Linked DNA regions of Mus musculus: region 2 is linked to region 1. The links are chromatin contacts, called in public Hi-C maps. All regions are on one chromosome and are shown on one strand. The core of a region is the stretch at or near the end of the contact, and the rest is flanking DNA. Distances in the headings are between cores, read along the strand shown.

Region 1 (6,785 bases), core at 1,660-4,159:
CAAACAAACAAAAAACAATCCTAACCCTGTCTCAAAATACGGATGAATATATATATATGTATGTATATATATATATCCATATTCCTGCATTAATTTACTAATTTATTTCCTGACAATTAATTCAACTGTAATCACAGCATCACTCATGGCTCATGTATACATCAGCAACTTCCAGGTGTTCTTTCAACACATATGCACATTCCTGGCCCCACCATCTACCTATACACGTGAGCACTTATGTCAAATGTCTCAGTTTCTAAGCTTGGAATATTTATTTATCTAGTTGTGCCATTTCTTATCTTTAGTACATCCACAAAAAGGCTGTGATCTGTGATCCAGAAAACCCCTTTCTTCTTTTAATAGCCACTCTGCCTGGACTCAGTTGTTACATGAAGAATTTAACATTACAGAACCCCCCCAGAGGTGCATAGAACTTCTTTTTAATGTTTTTCTATTTAAAAAGTCTCAAAAAAAAAAAAAAAGCCGGGTGTGGTGGCACATGCCTTTAATCCCAGCACTCAGGAGGCAGAGGCAGGCGGATTTCTGAGTTCGAGGCCAGCCTGGTCTACAGAGTGAGTACCAGGACAGCTAGGGCTATACAGAGAAACCCTGTCTCGAAAAACCAAAATAAATACATACATACATACATACATACAGTCTCTCCCCACCACCACCACACATGTGTGTATGTGTGTGAGTGTGTGTTTGTGTGCATGTGCACATGCTTCTATGTTTATGTATGTGTACTACATGTGTTCAGGTTCCACTTGAGGCCAGAAGAAGGTATTCATTTGGAACTTGAGTTAGAGGTAGTGTAAATCTCCATGTGGATACTGAAAACTGACTCAGGTCTTCTGCAACAGCATTAAGTGCATTTAACCTCTAAGCCATCTCTCCAGCTCCCAGTGCACAGGAATTTTAGAGGCAAAATTCACCCATTCTCAGGCTGGTCTCTCGCTAGTAAGATGCACACATTCAGGGAATATAAAACGAGGAACATAAAAGCATGGCAATAGTGTAAAACAAAAACAAAACTTGGTTAGGGAATAGGAAGATGGTTCAGTGAGTATGGGCACTTGCTCTGAAATCATGAGAACCTTGGTTCAAATCCCCAGCACTCATGCTAAATAAAAAAGTCAGCTATGCTGATGCCTAAAACACCAGGTTTTGTAGCCAGAGACAGGCAGATCCTGAGATCGTGGTGGACAGCTGGCTTAGTCAAATGGATTGCTTCCAGTTCAGAGAGAAACCTTGTCTCAAGTCAATGAGGGACTTGCCCTGGTCTCTGCATGTGCATGGACTGTATACCCACATGTGTGCCATCCACACACACCATCCACAGCCACACCATGCACATACACATGCACAAAGACACACCCACACACACACACACAAGAAACAGAAAGGAAGGGATAACTTAACATAGAGTCTGAAAAATCAAAGATGATATCACTTTAAATGTATGTGAGTCTGTTGAAAATAGCAAGAAATGGGCTGGCGATAGTTTTGTGATAGGAGGGCAGTTTGCAGGAAGCCCTGTATTGGATCCACCAGACCGAATAACTAGATGTGGTGAGTCCTGTATAAAACCAGCACTCGGGAGGTAAAGGCTTGAAGATTAGGAGTTCAAGGTCATTCTTGGCTATATAGGGGGGTTTGAGGTCAAGCCTGGGTTACATGAAACTCTGTCTCAACAAAATTCCAGGATGACCTATTCACATGTATGTAAAGAATTGTCAGAGTTTCACAATCTGAAGTTTAAAAAAATGTATTTACCAGGTTTCTGTAGTGTTTACAGCATTCCAGAGAGTAGCAAGCCCTTTCCTGGTGGAGTGCAGGCTACAGCTTGCCAGCTTCTGTCAAAACCATCGTGTCATGCAAATTAACATGCTGGAAATTCATGAGCTCATTATCAATCCTGGAAACAAGAAAGCTGAGTCAGGCAGGCAGGAGAAAAGCAAAGCAAAACAATAACAACCCCACAATACAAAAGCCAAAACCAAAAATATGTTCATGGCAGAAAAAAAAAAGTGGGTGAAATTGTAGTAGCAATATTAAGTGAGATTTTCACATTAAACAGTGGTACTGTAGGGTTGGGTGTGTCTTCAGTTTCTTCAGGATATACTCGCCCAGGCTGTAGTTGCTGGTCAGGGTGTAAGCTGGAGAGATCCGAAGAATTCAGAACTTGATAGGCTGGGGGCAGGGAGCACTCATTTACTAAAATGTTTGCTATGTAAACATAAGGGTCTGAGTTCACTTAGGGTCGGTGCTCACTTAGAAAGCTGAATATGGTATTATACACCTGTAACTCCAGAACTGTGGCAGGAAAGAGGCAGGGACAGGTAGAACCCAGGGGCTTGCTGTCTAGGCAGTATCACTGAATTAGGGAGTGCCAGGTTCAGAAAGCACCTGATTCAAAAAAATAAGGTGGAGAGTAACTGAAGAAGACTGATATCTACCTCTGTGTTCACCCACATGTACACACATAGAGAGCACACATACAATTAAAGAGAACAAAAAATACTTAAAGGCTTATTATATACATTTATAAAAACAGAAAACTCAGAACTTGAAAAAGGAGTTATACCCTATAAAATTCCAATTTAAATCTACTATGGAAATTTTCTATGTCCCTTGGCTTGCTTTAACATTTTGTAATTAAATTTGATTTATTTATTTAGTGGGAGATAGGAGGTGTGCATAGTGAGCTTACAAGACAACTTCTCTGCTTTCATCGTGTGTTTTCTGGGGACTGAATGTAGATCATCAGGCATGGAAACAAATGCTGTTACCCACTGAGTCAGCTCACCAACTCACAGAGATAAGAGCACCTCCATAGAGTCTGGGAACTGGACTTTGGAGCCAAGTGCTTGTGTGGTCATCATATTCTGGTCTGCAAACTGTATTGTCAGCAGTGGTGTTCCAAGGATTAAATCAGGTAATATTTGTAGAAGGACTGTAGAGTAGGGTCAGGCTCATGGTAAGTAGTGTTTGACAAATACAGAGCTGGTTAATGATGGACATCTGTTCTAAGAAATACATTACTAGGGTAGCTGAGAGGAAATCACCAAGTGATACAACAAATGGGGTTACTGTGGGACATTTGTGTGGTATGTGATCATAGCTGAGTCACACACTGACAGTGAATACTAGGAATCTATTCTCCTGATCAAACAGACTTAGATTAGATTTCTACTTAATCCTAGTTGCCATTTTTTGGGTCTGGTCTGTAAAGGTATCCTGGAGAGAAAAAGAGGCATGATAGAAGAGCAGAGACAGTTCTCCAGTGACCAATATGCTTGATATCCCAATATGCAAAGGAGAGTAGTCTGCCTGAGACCCATTTGACCAAGGTCTAACACTCTGCTGTCTAGATCTGCAGTCTTCTTTTTGCATGTTAGTTCAATAATGGCCAAAGAGCTACTAGGTTCAGGAATAGCCGGTTGATTGAGAGGGAGTGCTGAAAATTTGAACCCCTCCCCAGGACCCCAAGAACACATTGCATATGTCAGGCTGTGTAGGAACCTAAGGAATGCTGAGATATTAAGGGGAACCAGTGTGGTGGCTTCCTACTTGGAAAGCTGCCAGCTCCTTATCCTTATAGATTTCTTCACTCAAACACTCAGAGTTTAGATTCAGCTACACTTACAGTAAAGGTCCAAGATGCCCAATAAAATGGAGAAGCCCAAGGTCAGGCTTTAAAGGAGGACTGTAACAAGGAAAGCATGGAATGCATGGTTCTCTAAGGATCCTGTATTACCATGGAGTATGAGACCAGAGAATGATACAAAAACACCCTTAAGGCCCATTATTGGGTTACACAGAATACAGAAGACAAAGAGAAGGCTCTAAAATTGCACCTTACTCATGTCAAGTAGCTGTTGAGCACAGGACATGTGGAAAATCTCCATGAGATGTGTTGTGAGAGCTTGGGAGATGGCTCAGTGAATGAGAGATCTTTCTCAAGAAGCTGAGCTTGGGTATCTGAGTTTGAATCCCCAGCACCCACATTAAACAAAACAAAACTGTGTATGCTTGTATGCACCTGTAACCCAAGCTTTATTCAGGGAACAAAGACAGGAAAACCACTGAATCTAGCTCTAGGTTCAGTGAGAGACCCTATCTCAAGGGAATAAGGAGGAGTATGATTGAGCAGGATACCTCATGTCTTCTTCAGGCCTCTGTGAGTTCCTGAATCCTTATGAAAATCCAGATGTGGTAGTGCATGCATGTAATTCCAGTACTTGGGGAGGTGGAGACAGGTATGTGCCTGCAGTCCACAGGCTAGCTAGCCTACTCTAATCAATCTGCTACAGGATCAGTGAGAAACCCTATCTCAAGTAACCAAAAACAAGGTTATTTGAGAAATGACACACAATGGAATCCCTAATGTCAACACACACGTACATTCCATACATACCCACATGGTCAATCTGCATCCCCAGTACACTTATGTGTATACATTTAAAAACATGGCACCATTGCAAACTTAAGTCTCAGGTAGGGAGTTAATGGCAACATTGGTGGGGGTGGGGGTGGGAGTGGGGTGCCTTGCTGAGTCATTTTTGCTGTTTTCCAGCCCTGGCCTAGATCCAACTGTTTGCTTTTCTTGGAGCCCCTCAACTTATATCCTCCTGTTCACAAGTTCTTCTCCTGCTATAAGGTCCCTGCAGATGACTTTAGACACACACAGAAGGTACGATACTAATGAATACTTAAGAAAGTATTTCTTTTTTTTTTTTTTTTTAAGTTTGTAAGATATTTTATTATAGTCATGAAAAGTGTAACTTATACAGTTATCAATTTCAAAGTGTTAATGACTATATCAGGGTGATACTACTTCAATCCAACCATGATTATCAACCAAAGATTTGTGTTTTTTTTTTCCATTTTTTATTAGGTATTTAACTCATTTACATTTCCAATGCTATACCAAAAGTCCCCCATATCCACCCACCCCCACTCCCCTGCCCACCCACTCCCCCTTTTTGGCCCTGGTATTCCCCTGTACTGGGGCATATAAAGTTTGCAAGTCCAATGGGCCTCTCTTTCCAGTGATGGACGACTAGGCCATCTTTTGATATATATGCAGCTAGAGTCAAGAGCTCCGGGGTACTGGTTAGCTCATAATGTTGTTCCACCTATAGGGTTGCAGATCCCTTTAGCTCCTTGGCTACTTTCTCTAGCTCCTCCATTGGGAGCCCTATGATCCATCCATTAGCTGACTGTGAGCATCCACTTCTGTGTTTGCTGGGCCCCGGCATAGTCTCACAAGAGACAGCTACATCTGCGTCCTAAGAAAGTATTTCTTTTGTTGTTGTTAAAAATATCTTTAAAATTATTTTTATTTGTGTGTCTGTGTGCTTACAGTTGTCCTTGGAGTGCAGAAGAAGACTTTGGATCTCTTGGAGTTGGAGGTAGAGGTGGATGTGAGCCACTGATGTGGGTACTTGGAACAAAACGATCTCCTCTGCAAGAGCAGTATGTGCTCATAACTGCTGAGCCACCTTTCAAGCCCCAGGGTATTGCTTCTTTCCTCCTCCTCCCCTTCCTCCTCATTCCCCTCCTCCCACTCCTTTTTTTTTTTTGAGACAGTGTCTCACTATATGTAGTTCTGGCTGGCTTGGTGCTCAATATGTAGAATAGTCTAGGTTCACATTCAGAGATCTGTTTTCCTCTGCCTCCCATGTTATGGGATTAGGGGCATACACCACCATGTCTGGCTTGGCTATCATTTCTTTAAAATGACAGTTTATCATGTATATTTCAACAACAAGCCCTTGGGATCCAAAAGAAAAGTAATAATAATACAAGTGTTAGGGAAGCCAGCATGGTGAGAGAACCTCTTTCTCACTTACTATTTGTTTTTCTTTATTTTATTTTATTTTATTTTGATAGGATTTCATATATTCCAAGCTAGCCTTGAACTTGTTGTAGAGACAAGGAGGGTGTCCTCAGACTCCCGATCCCTGCCTTTATATCCAAAAGGCTAAGATTATAGCTTATCTAGAACAGCCTTTGGCTTACTATCATGTTAATGCACAGGTAGGTTATTATGGCGCAGAGGTTCTGAATAAACTCTACCAGATCATGTATTTTGTATATGTTAGAAGAACTATTTACCCAAAATCAAATCAACAGATTATATTGACTGTATGTTTGATTTTTATTAAAGGGGCTTTATACAAAGGCTCAGAAAAAGAAAAAAAAAGATTACAGCTTATGCCACCATGACTGGCTTTCTCCAAGTATTTCCTGAGATCTAGAAAACATCTTGTATCTAGAGAGATGGTTCAGCAGTTATGAGTGCTTGATACCTTTCTAGAAGTTCTCATGTCTGTTCCCAGCACCCATGCTGGGTGGCACACAACTTACTGCATGTCCAATTCCATGGGATATGATGTCATCTTCTGTCCTCCTTGGGCACTAAACACACACACACACACACACACACACACACACACACAAGAAAAAGAGGAAGATGAAGGGGAAGAGGAGGAAGAAAAGGAAGAAAACTAAAAGATAAGAAGGAGGAAGAGGAGAAGAAGATGATGATGACAAGGATGAAGACTGACTTTTTAAGCAGACACTCACACTCTTTTCACTGGCACCATGATTTCTCCATAGAAAGAGCTCTAACAGTGAGACCGTCGATGTACTCAAGCAAGGTCCTTTTCCTATAGGAGCCAGAGTTGACGTGAGGGTACTGCTCTAAGGTCTGCTCAACTAGACAGAAGCCAGCTAATATTATCTTCCCAATATCTTGTGATAAAAGCTCATTATTG
Region 2 (6,785 bases), core at 2,079-4,578, 38 kb before region 1:
TGGTAAAGTGAAGTTTGTTTCTTTATTTGCATAATAAAATGCAAAGTTTTTGCTTGGTTTCTTTCTAGAATGGGGATCGAACCAAAGGCCTCAGGCACGATAGCTAAGACAACCTCTCTGTGCAACCAAACTGTGCCTGTTACTAACCTTTCTCTCTACCTTCTCTCAACGCTGAAATGACATCTACAAATGGGGACTGAACTCAGGGCTGGCCTCTTTTGCTAAGCCCTGATTGCTAGGCAACTGAGCTACATCATTAGCCCCTCCTTTTGATTTTTGCAAATGCATAAAATGATGCTCAAAAAAATTACAGAATTCCATGGTCCAGCAACTGGTCAAGTAGGTGGGCTTTTTCATAGTATCCTCTTGTTTCCAAACATTTGGAATGGACACAGCAGCTTGGATGCTCTAAGTAACCAGTTTCTCAGTTATGGTTCCCAGTAAACGCCCTCACAAGGTAGATTCACCATGTGACCATAACAATAAAAAACATAGAGCCTCTGATTAGTGTTCAAAGCCGAGCAGTGGTGGCGCACGCCTTTAATCCCAGAACTTGGGAGGCAGAGGCAGGTGGATTCTGAGTTCGAGGCCAGCCTGGTCTACAGAGTTAGTTCCAGGACAGCCAGGGCTACACAGAGAAACCCTGTCTCGAAAAAAAAAAAAGTGGTGTTCAAGGAGATAGCTCAATCAGTACATCGAGGACCTGAATTTAATCCCTGGGAACCCATGTAAAAATGTGAGTGCTACAGTCTGTATCTATGATTCCAACACTGAGGAGGATCCTTGGGGCTTGTCAGTCTAGCCAAATTAGTGAGCTTCAACTTGAATGAGAAAGAAACCCTATCTGAAAAAAATAACATGGATAGATAATTACCAACTAAAGGAAGACATCCCATATCAATTTCTGACATCCACCTCCTTCATACATATACACATGCAACCAGAAACATAAGTGCACAAACACATCTACATATACATGAGAACATTAAAAAACAGGCTTCAGGACCATTTACAATTCCACAGTCCTATATCACACTTCTGGTACCTATACTGTCTACTAAAGCAAACTTAAGTTATAGACATTAATATATAAAACCTGAAGGTGTTTATAATTCTCTGAACTGATCCAATTGTCTTGTTTATTTTTCTATTGCCTTGAAGAAACACCATGACCATAGCAACTTACAGAAGAACCCACTAGTACTTATAGTTTCAGAGGGCTGGTTGGAGTCCATGACTATCCATCGTAACAGGGATTGTGGCAGCAGGTAGGCATGGCACTGGAGCATGAGAGCTTACATCTGATCCGCAAGCACAGGCAGAGAGTGAGCTAACTGGGAATAGTGTGGGCCTTTGAAACCTCAAAAGGATACACATACCTTAAAAGGCCACACTTCTAAACCTTCTCAAAAACATTTCCACCAATTGAGGACCTAGCATTCAAATGGCCTAAGGAGGCCATTCTCATTCAAACCACAATAATCCCGCATCAAAGAAAATTATCATCACCCCAAGGATCCTGGTAGCCCACCCACCATACTAGAAGACAATCAGCTTCCATTCACAGTGTCCCTCAAAGGCCTTGCTTTGGTGTGACTCCCAGGGCCTAGAAAAATAGCAAAACCCAACAGCAAAACCGAGGTAAACTTGAAATGAGTATCTGCCCAATACCATTAAAAGGAGTAAAATATCTTCCTTTTTCTTTTAGTAGTGCTGCCTAAGTGGAATTCTCTGACCCAAGTAAGGACATATCCTGGGGTAAATGAGAGCCTTACACCCCAAATCACCCATGCCTGTCCTACAGGTGTGTGTGTGATTAAAGGCTTGAAAAGCTTTAGGGGGCCATTTTAATAAGTGGATCAAGTGAACTTCGACTTTCATCGTTGTACTAATTACACTGGTGGGTGGTGCCATGAAAATAATCTGCAGCACACTTGGACACGAAATCCCTTTAAAAATAAAAGTGCCATCTACACTCAACACTATTTCATACCTTGATATGTGTCTTTAGAAATGACCAATGGTAAATTTCATAGGCTCACCAAGACCTATTTGCTACCCTAAACCAAGACTGGGGGGGGGGGGGAGTAGGACAAAGCACTCACTCCTCCTCCTGTATTCTTGTGTCCTCTTTTAAGTTAAACCAGGGACTAGCTCAGAGAAAAACACTAGTCAGGTCAAGGCACACACACCAAAGCAGAACAGAAACAAACACTTGCACTAGCAGTATGGCTTAGGTTTTGGTTAGGGGGAGGGGAGCTGTTTTAGGTTTTGCCCCACAACACTTGGTCAGAAAGAAACAAGCCGACCCTAACTGCGGAATTTACAGTGCGGAGGCCTCTGAGAACGCCAGACGCTGGGGGAAAAAAAAAAAGAAAAAGAAAAAAAGAGAGAGAGAGGGAAAAAAAAAAGCCCCAAGCTCCTGATTGCTCACTGGTCACGCACGTGAAGCCCAGGCCCCATCCAGCACCAGCGGGCCTGTAGTCTCCTCCTAAAGTTGTCACAAAACCCGAAGATCACCGACGTTCAAAGGCGCACCCCTCCTACATAAACTCCTGCTCCCAGCACCCTTCTCTACGTAAGGGAAATTCCTAAGACGAGGATGTGGGTGAGTGCAGATCTGGAGAACCCCTCCCCAGCCCCAAAGCAACAGGTTTACACCCTCCCCAGGCCGTACTGGGCGGTCCCTCTCCCTCACCTAGCCAGAGGAGCCGCCCTCCGTCGTTGTCACCCCCCCACACACACCCTGGTCCCCGAGACCAGGCCTGGGAGTAGGTATGGGGAGGGGGCTCCCGGACTTCCCTGACAGTTTGCGCCTCGGAAACTGATCACAAACGGGCCAGCCACTATCCCCCGCGCGCCGCCGCGCGTCCACCGTGTTCCGGGAGCGCCGGCCCGCGCCTCGAGGATGAATGAGGCTCCCCTCCCCCACAAGGGGATCCCGCGCGGCCCCCAAGTCCCAGGGCGACGCGGGTCAGCCCAGCCAACCCCCTCTGGAGCCTCAGACAAAGAGATGCTGGGACGAACTGCAGAGCGTCCCTAAACTTGCCTTTCCCTCTCCCCAAAACAAAGGCGCACCCAGGCCTTTCCCGCCCCCCGCGCGCGCGGCCACTTCGGGGAGCGGCCGCCCCAGAGGTATTGTTCGGCGTGCAGGGAGCGCGCCCAACCTGGGGTTGGGGGGGCACACGGGAACTTGCCCCTCCTGAAGCTTCAGGGCCCGCGATTGGGGTCACCACCGCGCCCCTCGGCCCGAGAAGTTTGAGCCCCTGCCCGGCGTGTACTCACCTCGCCGCGAGCCGTGCAACTTGTGGCCGCGCACTCAGCGTACTGGCGGGTCCACCGTCACCAACCCCGGGCCGCGCGGAGGCCGACGAGGGCCAAGCGCCCCGGAGCAGCCGCGCGCTACCCCTGGCCCGCCACCTAGTCCACGAGAAGAGCTAGCGCTGGAAAGTTTCGGTGGCGAATGGCGGCCGGAGGGCGCTGCAGCGGCGGCGGGGCGGGGGCGCTGGCGGCTTGTCGCTCCCGAGCGTCGAGACTGGGGGGGGCTGGGCTGGGAGCGGCGGCGGCGGGAGAGGGCGGGACGGCGGGAGGGACCGACACGGCCAGTGACCTCCGCTGGGAGCGGACGCGAGCAAGCCTACCCAGGCTGGGAGACGTGCCAAGAGGGTCGACAGCGCGCCGCCCTCCCCAGACACCTGGAAGAGGCTCTCTACAGCCCTGCCCTCCCCCACCGCGTGCCCGCCGGCCCCTCCCCGAGCTCCTTGGGGGGGCAGCGTCCCCACGCGGCAGCCCCTCCCCCCAGTAAGGGCTAGGACGCCAGGCCCGCCCTTCCCCGGACCAAGTCCAGACCCAGCCCCCCGGGGGCAGGGAAAAGACTTACATCTCGGCACAGTTCTTCACCCTAAAGCCTCCCCACCCCCACCTCTCCCCGCCCCAAGCCCAAGGTGGAGGAGGGAAGCCTGAGCATTGCCCTCTGGGCCCCAACCAGGCCCCTACCAGGCTCAGAGAGGAATGAGGGGGGAACAGGGCCCCTACACGGATACTCAATCCCACACCCCTCACGCCAAGGTGGCTCGGGAGGAGGGGGGATGGGAACAAGGGCCACCCTGAAGATTTAAAGAGGGAATGGTAACCCAAGCCACTGAAAGTGTTACCCTCCCCCACCTCAAAAGATGAAGCCGCCCAGCTAGCCTAGAAGGTTCTCGTGTAACACCATCTCCAAGCGCATCTTCTTCAAAATTAACGACATAAAGCATCCCCCTCCCCAGTTGCCTTTACGCCCACCGCAAAAATTGAGGACTCGGGCGCAGCCATGACCTTTGCAAAACACCTCTCGGCCAATAGTCAGAAATGCATAGGGGAGACGCTTTAACACAAGACTAAGGCACAAATAAGCTGGGACTATGGAGGACTATGTTAGGGTACTGGGGCCCTCAAATCTGTAAATCCCCACCCCCAGGCCTGAAACCGCAGGCGCTGGCAAAGTGTTTTCTGTTGCCAAGGCTGGTAAGGCCCAGCCCTGGCGCTTCCTCTCTTCCACATCGGTGACGATTTCCCCCCATACTCCCGCCTTTAATTCAATTAAATAAATATTCGGCCCTCCTCCTCAGCACCTTTGGTGTCTGCCTTGCTGAGTATTTTTAAAATCAATTTGCCCCTCCCTTAGGCTTCTAATGAGCTCGGTGCTAAGCGCCCAGTAACACTCCGCAATTTAAACCCTAACCTCACTTGCTCCTTCCTTGAACACTAGGCATTTGTTGCTCTGGTAGTTGGGGGTGGAGGGGAGAACCTGGGGCGAGTTTTTAAGGGGCCGGTTCTCCATCAAAAAGGCGGACCTCAAATTTACCTTGCAAAATATTTCTACGAAACGTCAAATATGTCAAACGACTGTTGGTACACAGTTATTAGAGCGCATCAATAAAAAATCCACACTTACACAGTCTCCATAATTGTGAATCAGCAGTACACAGGCTTATTAGCTATCAGCTGCCATTCAAGCACCCCCACCCCCAAAGGACTTGGTAGGGCTCCCTTGAGCCTGCCCTTCTTAGCTCTTGGGCTCCTGAGCTTGTGCAGACTGATGCTGAGGTATTATGAAGGGTGCAATCGAAAACCTGAGCCTGCTCGTGATGCAACCCTGGCCCAGTTTACACGTGCTTCCCTTCCCCCACTGCATGCTGGTGGTAGCGCTGCGTTTTTTCCGCCTGTAGGGTCACATTGTGGTTGATTGATTCTCCTTTCGCCTTGCTCAGTCATTCAGATTTGGAAAGTAAATAACAAGTTGACATCATTACAGCTTCAGGCTTTACCCGGTCGCCAGCTCTTTGCTACCGCAGACCCTCGAGTAGCTGCGCAGCAAACCCTAACCACCTAGCTTGCTCAGCTCGGCTTGCCCAAATTAGTGCTTGAAAATTCCAAACTGAAGTTGGTTAAAAGCATTCCTGCATGCATCTGTTACTTGATAAGTGATGATCATCTTTAAAGTATGGGAAATTAGTGGGTAAAAAAAAAATCTCTTCTGCCATTAAGGGAGCATAGTGACCAGGTTTTATTATAGGCTTCCCCTGACTAATAGAGTGGGAGTTTAAATTTTCGACCTTGCCAGCGTGATATATTATAGCAATAATCCCAATTCTTGCTTTTGGACAGTCAAGGACTAGGGATTTGGAGAGATAGCTCATCTTCGTTAAGATCACTTGCTACATAGAATTCAGTTTCAATTTCTAGCACCTACAAGCCAGATCATCTCCACTTGTAACTCTGATTCCAAGAGATACTATGCCCTCTTCTGTCCTCCTAGGGCTCCTGCATACATGTGGGACACATAAATTCTCAAAGGTACACATACAATAAATAAATAACCCTTGTTTTGCTTTGTTTTGGAAAAAAAGAAAGTTGGTAGAGGGTATGGGGAAAGTCCCAAAATTTGGAAGGCTGAGGCAGAATGAGACTAGACTACTTAGCAAGACCCTATCCAAAAAATTAAGTCAAGGGCTTGTAGTAAACAGCCATAGGAACCACCAAAACATTGTAAGACCTAAAGACATAAGAACAGTCCCCCCTGACATTTTTTTCCTGAAATGCTACTACATGAATGGAAAATTAGAGTATTCTATTCATCTGCTTTGGCTGTTTGCTATAGGTGCTGGTGTGGAAGAAAGCATGGAAACAAAGGGGAGGAAAGAGAAATAAGGTCCACTGTGTGTATATGTGTGTGTGTGTCTGTCTGTTTCTCTCTGTCTGTGTGTGTGTGTGTGTGTGTGTGTGTGTGTGTGTGTGTTTTCAGTCTTGGTGAGCACTTTTTGCAAAAAGAAATCAACTTCCTGAATTGCTTTCACTTTGTCCGTGTGTTTCTTTGTGCAGCACTGACACTATTTTCTCAACAGTGATGGTTTGAGAATACCAAAAGCATGAAAGGAAAAAGTGAGTTGGATTTCATTAAAATTATGGAAGTCTGTAAAACATACTGCTTACAATGAAAGAGAAGCTGGAAACAGAGAAAACAGGTGTAAAAACCAGGCCTGATAAAGAATTTTTATTATAGATAGATAGATAGATAGATATAGATACAGATCTTTTTTAAAGGTTTGTTTAGTTTTTAAAGTATGTATCCATGTGTCTCTGCACATGAATGTGAAGCCAGAGGAGGCCAGGAGGGTGTTGGATCCCTGGAGCTGGAGTTATAAGCAGTTGTGAACTGTCCATGTGGGTGTTAGAATAAAACCTCTGCAAGAACAGTACTTGATCTTAAGAGCTGCACCATCTTCTCAGCCCCCAAAGAAGCC

Evidence for each region. A called contact is a pair of places that touch in the nucleus more often than the background predicts.
Region 2: a contact with region 1 is called in a Hi-C map of pancreatic cancer cells, with 2.9 times the contacts expected there. The contact joins the promoter of Tbl1x here to the enhancer-like site in region 1. A contact is called at or near these places in 7 of 484 Hi-C or Micro-C datasets (the AML12 cell line, CD4 T cells, Th1 cells and 3 more), 3 of 115 datasets of contacts at active chromatin or transcription factors (embryonic fibroblasts and embryonic stem cells) and 2 of 9 other capture datasets (adipose tissue and pancreatic islet).

What each region holds. Positions count from the first base shown.
Region 1 is chrX:77,469,830-77,476,614 of GRCm38.p6, reverse strand. No RefSeq gene overlaps it. Among named protein-coding and RNA genes, the nearest start is that of Tbl1x, 38 kb to the left of the region's middle. Within about 2 kb of position 2,909, at least 8 of the 459 cell types and tissues checked have an H3K27ac peak or open chromatin away from gene starts, as enhancers often do. A contact at or near this core is called in pancreatic cancer cells, where this site is marked.
Region 2 is chrX:77,507,770-77,514,554 of GRCm38.p6, reverse strand. Tbl1x (transducin (beta)-like 1 X-linked) reads right to left here and starts at 3,328. Exons shown (of 16, transcript NM_020601.2): 1 at 3,286-3,328.